Linked DNA regions of Gossypium hirsutum: region 1 is linked to region 2. Evidence: chromatin contacts called from public Hi-C data. All regions are on one chromosome and are shown on one strand. Each heading gives the region's core, a stretch centred on a gene start, on an enhancer-like site or on the middle of the called end of the contact. The rest is flanking DNA. Distances are from core to core; before and after follow the strand shown.

Evidence for each region. Hi-C and Micro-C count contacts between places; a contact is called where the count stands out from the background.
Region 1: a contact with region 2 is called in a Hi-C map of leaf, with 2.7 times the contacts expected there. The contact joins the promoter of LOC107948045 here to the promoter of LOC107948552 in region 2. A contact is called at or near these places in 8 of 34 Hi-C or Micro-C datasets (callus, hypocotyl, leaf and 1 more).

The regions. Positions count from the first base shown.
Region 1 is chrA07:85,582,982-85,586,883 of Gossypium_hirsutum_v2.1, forward strand. LOC107948045 (60S ribosomal protein L27-3) reads left to right here and starts at 2,029. Exons shown (of 1, transcript XM_016882524.2): 1 at 2,029-2,751. The coding sequence starts at 2,178. The coding sequence ends at 2,585.
Region 2 is chrA07:85,042,750-85,046,632 of Gossypium_hirsutum_v2.1, forward strand. LOC107948552 (2-oxoglutarate-dependent dioxygenase DAO) reads left to right here and starts at 2,319. Exons shown (of 3, transcript XM_016883139.2): 1 at 2,319-3,055; 2 at 3,191-3,506; 3 at 3,583-3,883. The coding sequence starts at 2,721. The coding sequence ends at 3,825. It overlaps LOC107948551 (probable U3 small nucleolar RNA-associated protein 7), which reads left to right. Exons shown (of 7, transcript XM_016883138.2): 7 at 1-1,040. The coding sequence ends at 702.

The DNA.
Region 1 (3,902 bases), core at 779-3,278, 540 kb after region 2:
AAAGGCTAGCCCAAGTGATTCTCATACTTAGCATCCTCAAAGTACTACATAAATTGGGTTCCATCCAATCAAGTAGATTACTAGAAAAAAAAAACCAACTTGCTTATTGTTCAGCACAAGACATATCCAAACTTCTTTGGTAGCAGGATAATCCCTAAGCACATGCAAGATATCTTCAAACATATCCAAACACTTGCGATCATTGACCAATATCTCACTTTCGCTAGAAACACAATGGTGAAGATTTAATTAAATAAAATCCTATATTTATAATGTCTCATCATATATTTTATTTGAGTTTTTAAATGCAAACTAATTTAATTAATTAGTGACCATATTATAATTTATATGCATATACGTCACATGAAATTTTATCTTGTATGTAGAGTTGTTTAGTTCGGTTCAAAAGTTCGCTCGAAAAATGAGAGGGTTTAAATAAAAGTATAGACTCGAAAAATGGGTTTGCGTAAAAAAATAAAGCCGATTTAGAAAACGGGCCGAGCCCCGAGTCAGATTTTCTGTCCAAGCCTGGCCTGACTCGATTTTTCAATAAAAAAAACCTGAAATTTTTCCATGTTTTGTTGTTGTTTTGCGACTTTTTTGTCACTATTTTGCTACCATTTCATTATTATATTGCTACTATTTTGTTGTTAATGTTTGAATATTATATAACACTTGTTTTATTGTTAATTTTGCGGCTATTTTAGATACATTTTCTTGTTAAGTTGAACTTATCTTAGTGTTATTTAAGTATAAAGATTTTTTTAAAAATTTATTTTCAATTTATCGTGAAATATTTATTTTTAATGTTTTTAGTCTATTTAGTGTATTTTATTTTTTTTTAAAATTATATAAAAAATAAAATTTAAAAAATTTAATACGGATTGAATCTAAATTTTAAAATTTTTATTTAAATTGGACTTAAACAAAAACTTAGTCCCACAAAATTATAGTTGTATGATATACCATACAAATTAAATGATCTTTCAAAATTGCGGGGAACTTATAGTATTCACAAAACTAATTTTGGATATTATCATATCATATGTATGTAAGTCGCATAAAGTTTTATGTCGTAAATTACACCATATGGTTAAGTTTGTTGTTTAATAGCTTTAATTGTGTCTTATAATCTAATTATTTCATATAACTATAATATTTACAAATTTAATAACATTTTTTTACAAATGGAAAAAAAATCACACATAACATATTCATATTATATGTTTGACTAAATCCTTGTATTAATTTTTAATCATAACTTATATTCTTTCAAAAAAAATTCACTAACTTATATATAAAATATTTATGAAGTAATTGAAATTTTAAATTAACTTATTTCGCAAGTTATAATCTGACATGGCATTAATAATTAAAATTCAAATAAATTATGTTCTAAACTAGTGCTTATATGCATACTTAGTGATAATAATGATTATACTAAAAATTATGATTATATTAAAAATTGATACAATTTAAACTAAAATCAATGAGTTAGACTACTTGAACTAAAACCTATAAAAAACAACCGTACATTATAACTCGAGATCCATGCACATATTTAAGTTTCGTATTTTGGATAAAATCATGTAGCTTGTGCAACTTTCACCTTCATTGTAGTTTTCATTTTATTTTAATAAATAATCTTGAACTTATACTATTTTGAGTATCGTTTTCATACTATTCAAATAAAAAAATCCTATAAAAACACATGAACGAATCATATCATAAAACACAAATTACTAATATATAAATATTTAAAGTAAACTAAATTGAAAGTTACTAAATTATTAATAAATTTACGTTTTGATCACTTAACTTCAAAAAATTATAAAATAGTCATTAAATTATTTAAAAATTTTAATTTAAAAATCGATGTTATATAACCTTCTTTTATATTTATTTGCATACAAAATGCATGCGAAATTATTGGACCTAAATAGACCCATCACTCTGACCGGAAAATTAAGGCCCCAAAATCTAATCCAAATAAAATAAACCTATGATTCTTAGTATAGCTAGGGAGTTCATAAATGTAAGCCCAGCCCACCAAGATTCCGAAACCTATAGGGTTTCACTCAACTCGCAGTATATATTACCTCATTTCCCTTTTTCCTTGTTTCTTTACTTAGGGTTTTTGGGAGAAGAGAATCAGAGCCGCAGCTGCCGCCGTCGCCATGGTGAAGTTTCTTAAACCAAACAAGGCAGTTATCGTCCTCCAGGGCCGATACGCTGGCCGCAAAGCCGTCATTGTCAGATCTTTCGACGATGGCACACGTGACCGCGCCTATGGCCATTGTTTGGTTGCAGGGATAAAGAAGTATCCAAGCAAGGTTATCCGCAAGGACTCCGCGAAGAAAACCGCCAAGAAGTCACGCGTCAAGTGCTTCATCAAGCTCGTCAATTACCAGCACCTGATGCCCACGCGCTACACCCTCGATGTGGACTTGAAAGACGTGGTTACCGTCGATGCTCTCCAGACCAAGGACAAGAAAGTGGCCGCTTGTAAGGCAACTAAGGAGAGGTTTGAAGAGAGGTTCAAGACTGGGAAAAACAGGTGGTTCTTTACTAAGCTCAGGTTTTAAGTGTTTTATTGGAACATGTTTTATGCTTATGTAGTTTTATCGAACAATTTTGAATTTAATGACGGGTTTTGAATCTGTTTGGATAAGATATTTCTGGGTTATTATTTTTGTTATATTATGGAACGTGATTTGCTCATTTCTATAAGAAATTTAAGCTTTTGAACTATTTTTTGTCCTTTATGATTTATCATTTTGTCTTAACGTAGATCTGTAGGTCAATGGAGGTTGAGAATTGAATCTTTTAATGTTTGAACCTATTATAATGTCATCACTGTCACTGATTTATTTTTGGATTTTTGAATGTTTTAGCTAACCCAAGAAATGGGTATGCTTTACTGCATTTTGAATATGCTTGGATGTGGCTTTTCATGGTTATCGCTGTTTCTGTAAATCTGCATTGATCGGGAGATTAAGCTTTTAGTTTAGGGTTTATCCATTATACAAACTATTTGATTCTTAGTTGAAGTGAGCAACATGTTCTTGTGTTTGGTTATCGGAAGCTTGAGGTAGCGGAGTGGGGCTTATTGAAATTGGAATCATAATCCATATGGGAGGGCTTGATGTGCAAATCCAGTGGACAGAGGTTGTTTGTTACCTATAGTTTACTCGTATAACGAGCGTTGCAGTGAACATTATGCACTCGTTACACAACCACCACTTAGAGGAAAGTTCATGAAAGTCAAGCAAATAGTAGGCAATATTCTAAAAAGCAGTGTTTTACATTTCTAGTTTTCAAAATCTGACCTACTTGGATTTTGTTACCCTGCATTGTTCCTTTGGGTTTAAAGTAGTGTTCATTTTTGTTATACCACCTCCGGAAATGGCTCCACATGTCACCCCTTGAACACAATGCCGCTTATGGACTACCTTCGTCAAGAGTACTTGGCCTCACGCTCCTTGATTGCTAAGCTGCCTTAGAATGTCTCATTTTCGATCCACGTGGTCATGTTGCACCCTGTATAAAGGGGCAACAAGATGTGACCTTGTCATCAGTAAAACTTTGAACATGACATCTCCTGTATCTTTTGTATGTAAGTCCTCTCATTCTTTTAACAAGGGGCCATTCCATTCCAATATATCCTCTACCTTTCAACTTGCTCTCCTTCCCTATAACATTTGCAACTGTCCTGCTACCGTCGATGGTTCTGTGCCTTTTAAGGGGGTGAACAAGCCACCTTTCCTACCAGTTAGTCGGTTTCCACCATTATCAATTTTGTGTTTTATGTTGTACATTTGATTCATCTTTTTTGGACTAGACGGCAATTATTTAATTTTACACGTTATATAGGTTTGGATTAGCAATGATTTGCCTAGGGC
Region 2 (3,883 bases), core at 1,069-3,568:
AAAATCAAGATTTGGGACTTGAGGAAGTTTGAGGTTATTCAAACAATGCCAGGTCATGCAAAGACCTTGAATTTCAGTCAGAAAGGCTTGCTTGCTGCCGGAACTGGATCATTTATAAAAATTTTAGCTGATTTTTCTGGATCTCAGAATTATAATAGTTATATGACTCATTCTATGGCTAAAGGTTACCAGGTAGGGAAAGTTTTGTTTCGACCGTATGAAGATGTTTTGGGGATAGGACACTCCATGGGTTGGTCTAGTATTCTTATTCCAGGATCCGGGGAACCCAACTTTGATTCTTGGGTGGCAAACCCATTCGAAACATCTAAACAGAGGCGAGAGAAGGAAGTGCACTCTCTGCTCGACAAGCTTCCACCCGAAACAATAATGTTGGACCCAACCAAGGTTGGTACAGTGAGAGCACCACAAAAGAAAGAGAAGCCAACGAAGAAGGAGATAGAAGCTGAAATGGAAGCTGCCATTGAAACTGCAAAGGATACCGACTTTAAAAAGAAAACAAAGGGAAGGAACAAGCCGAGTAAGAGAGCAAAGAAGAGACAAGAGATGATTGAAAGAGCCAAGAAACCGTTCTTGGAACAGCAAATACAGGAACATGAAAGGTCTAGAAAGAAGCAGAAAACCAATCCGGAAACTGAAATGCCGAAAAGTTTACAGCGGTTTGTTCGTCAGAAAGCAGCTTAATTATCTTTGATACGATTGCATTAGCCTTTCTAGAAGATCAACCTGTTTTCGTCTTTCCCACAATTTTTTGCTCATCTGACCTAAAGAAGAATTGAAGCCAGGTAGAGGTAGGCACCATTGAAGTGTATTCTCACTGTTCTATACATACAGAAAAGGAAGCTAGAATTTGCTTAATTTTGTTGTGTTTAGCATGGAACTTGTATCTTGTAGAATGAATGCCAGAAAACTGGTTTTTAAATCTCGTGTTGAGAATTGGCTTTGGGTATTTGTTCGTACTTTTTTCATGGTATTTTGTGTTGAGATTGTATTTATATCATTCTAGCGGTGGATTTGAGTTATGTTTCAGTATTATAGTTTGAAATAGAGTTTGGGTGGTTCAATATTAACGTCTCCCGAGTGCTTCGAGGTTAGGGCACTCTTTTTAGAACAACACCGGACTGATCGGGCTATAATTTGGAGTAAGGGTTGAACAGAATGATGATTTATGAAGGGTATGAACAGATTATTGGTTAAATTAGTGGTTAAATCGATGATTATTTTTTTATAAATTATTTAATTAAATTAGAAAATTTGATTAGATTAGAAATGGATAGTTTGATTAATTTGATCACCTATTAGTATGAATTGCTAGATTTTTTATAATAAATGTTGTATGCTGTCTATTGAGTCTTAGGATAGTTAAAAAGTGTTGTGAAAAAATAATTTTAAAAATTACTCTTGAAAAATAAAATGTTTATTTTAGACATGGTGATAATAATGTAACAAATATGTATTTTTAGTTAATATTATGATAGTTTAGTAAGAATATAAAAATAATTTTTTAATATTTTAATATATAAAATATAAATTTTAAATATTTTTTAAACAATTAATACTAATTTTTTATAAAATTTAATTTGAATATATAAATTATATTTTAACATTTAAAATATAATCAATAAAAATTTAAATATATAATATTATATATTTAAAATAAATTTCAATAGTAAGGTAATTATATATATAAATATTATATAAAATATTTTATAATAGTTAAAATTATCTTTTATTTTTAAAAATACTTTTGCCAAAAGCAAAAGTTAAAAAAAATTCAAAAGTATTTTTCAAAAACACTTTCGATGTTGGAAGTTATCTGTTTAATATTGTTTTGACAAAAACACTTTTGACCCCTAAACACTTTTGAGAAGTAATGTTAAACTAAAAGTCAGTTTAGCATTATTAGAAGCATATTTGGAACAAAAAAACACTTTTAAGTAAAAAGACAAAAAAAAATTCTTTGAAAAAATATTTTTTGACAAAAAATTTTAGCTTTTATTTAAAAGTGTTTTTTTAGTACTTTTAAAAAATATTACTAAATAGTTTTAAGCTTTAATTTAGTTGACATCAACATTATTACTTAAGTAAAAGGACTTGAGTTCAAGTGTATTAAAATATATTATTCTTCTACTTAAAATTTAGAATGAATTATTAGTAATTTTAAATATTATATTAAAAAAATTATAAGTTGAATTTGATTTCTTAAAAAGAACAGTTTGCTGGCTGGCACTTAATTGGATGTTTGAATTTTTTTTTTCTTTCTTATATACCGATAAACACGGCTTTTGTTGAAACATAACTCTTATCTTTGAGTTGCGTATTGGTTTGGCAAAATATCTTACCAGAAAATGGAAACGTGAAAAACATGATTGGGTTTTGGATCATGCACTTACACCCATTATTATTATTATTATTTTCTTTCTTCTTTTTGGACTCATCTCCATCTTTGTATACCATTGCCAATTTGCCATTGCTTTCAATCCAAACACAATGTCGTGGATTTCCTTGTTTTTTCTTGGTAAATTGCCTCACTTTGTCGGAAGAAGAAGCTAAAAGCTGTCCCGTTGCTGCTAGCTCAATCCCCCACTTTCAGCATTAACCAAGGCTCAACAATACTTAATAACCCTTATAATATATAAAAGCTATTATCAGTTCCCATATGAAGAATTGAAATAAGCAGAGGAAAGTGAGTGAAAAAAAAAATGGATAAAACCCAGAGTATTCCAACCATTGATCTTTCAGATTTTCCAGCACAGTATGAGAAACTAAGGCGATCATCTGAAGAATGGGGTTGTTTCAGGGTAGTCAACCACAACATCCCTTTTGAATTGATGCAGGAAATGAAGAAAGTTGTGAGATCATTGCTTGACCTCCCCATCCAAATCAAGCAAAACAACGTCGATGTCATTGCCGGCAGTGGTTATTGGGCTCCCAGTCCTAAAAACCCTCTTTATGAAGCATTGGGTCTCTATGATATGGCCTCCTCCCAGGCTATTCATACCTTCTGCTCTCAGTTGGATGCCTCTCCTTCACAAAGGTCTGCCCCCCCCCTCCTTTTGATTTTGTCTACATGGGATTGTTCTTGTTCGATTTTAGATTTTGAATACCCAATTTGAAGTTCATATGATTCGACATGTTCAAATGAAATTCGGTTTGATTTATATTGACCCAGAGACGCAGTAGAGAAGTATGCTAAAGCAATACATGAGGTAATCATGGATATAGGTGGAAAAATAGCAGAGAGTATGGGATTGAAGGGTGATTACTGCAAGGAATGGCCTTGCCAATTTAGGATAAATAAGTACCATTTCACCCCTCAATCTGTAGGCTCGGCTGGGGTCCAATTACACACTGATTCTGGCTTCTTAACAATACTTCAAGACGATGAGAATGTTGGTGGACTTGAAGTGATGGACAAATCTGGTGAATTTGTAGCTGTTGATCCCTTGCCTGGCAGCCTCCTTGTCAATCTTGGGGATATGGCCACGGTGAGCTAATCATCCCTTTCTTTAGATGTGGCAGTTCGTGTATTCTCGTGTCGTAATCTTGTTGATTCTGATTCAGGTATGGAGCAATGGAAGGTTACACACGGTGAAGCACAGAGTGCAATGCAAGGAGGCGAAAACTAGAGTGTCGATCGCCACGTTCCTCTTGGGACCGGAAGAGGAAGCGGTGGATCCGCCACCGGAACTGGTGGATTCGGACCACCCGCGACTTTACAACTCGTTCACGTACGAGGAGTACAGGAAGCTGCGGCTGTCGACGAAATTGCAAGCTGGTGAGGCTCTTGCACTTGTACGTACCTGATCTTAAAGAAAGATTGTGTAAAGCATATTGCAATGTAATGAAAGTCCTCCCCTTCTAC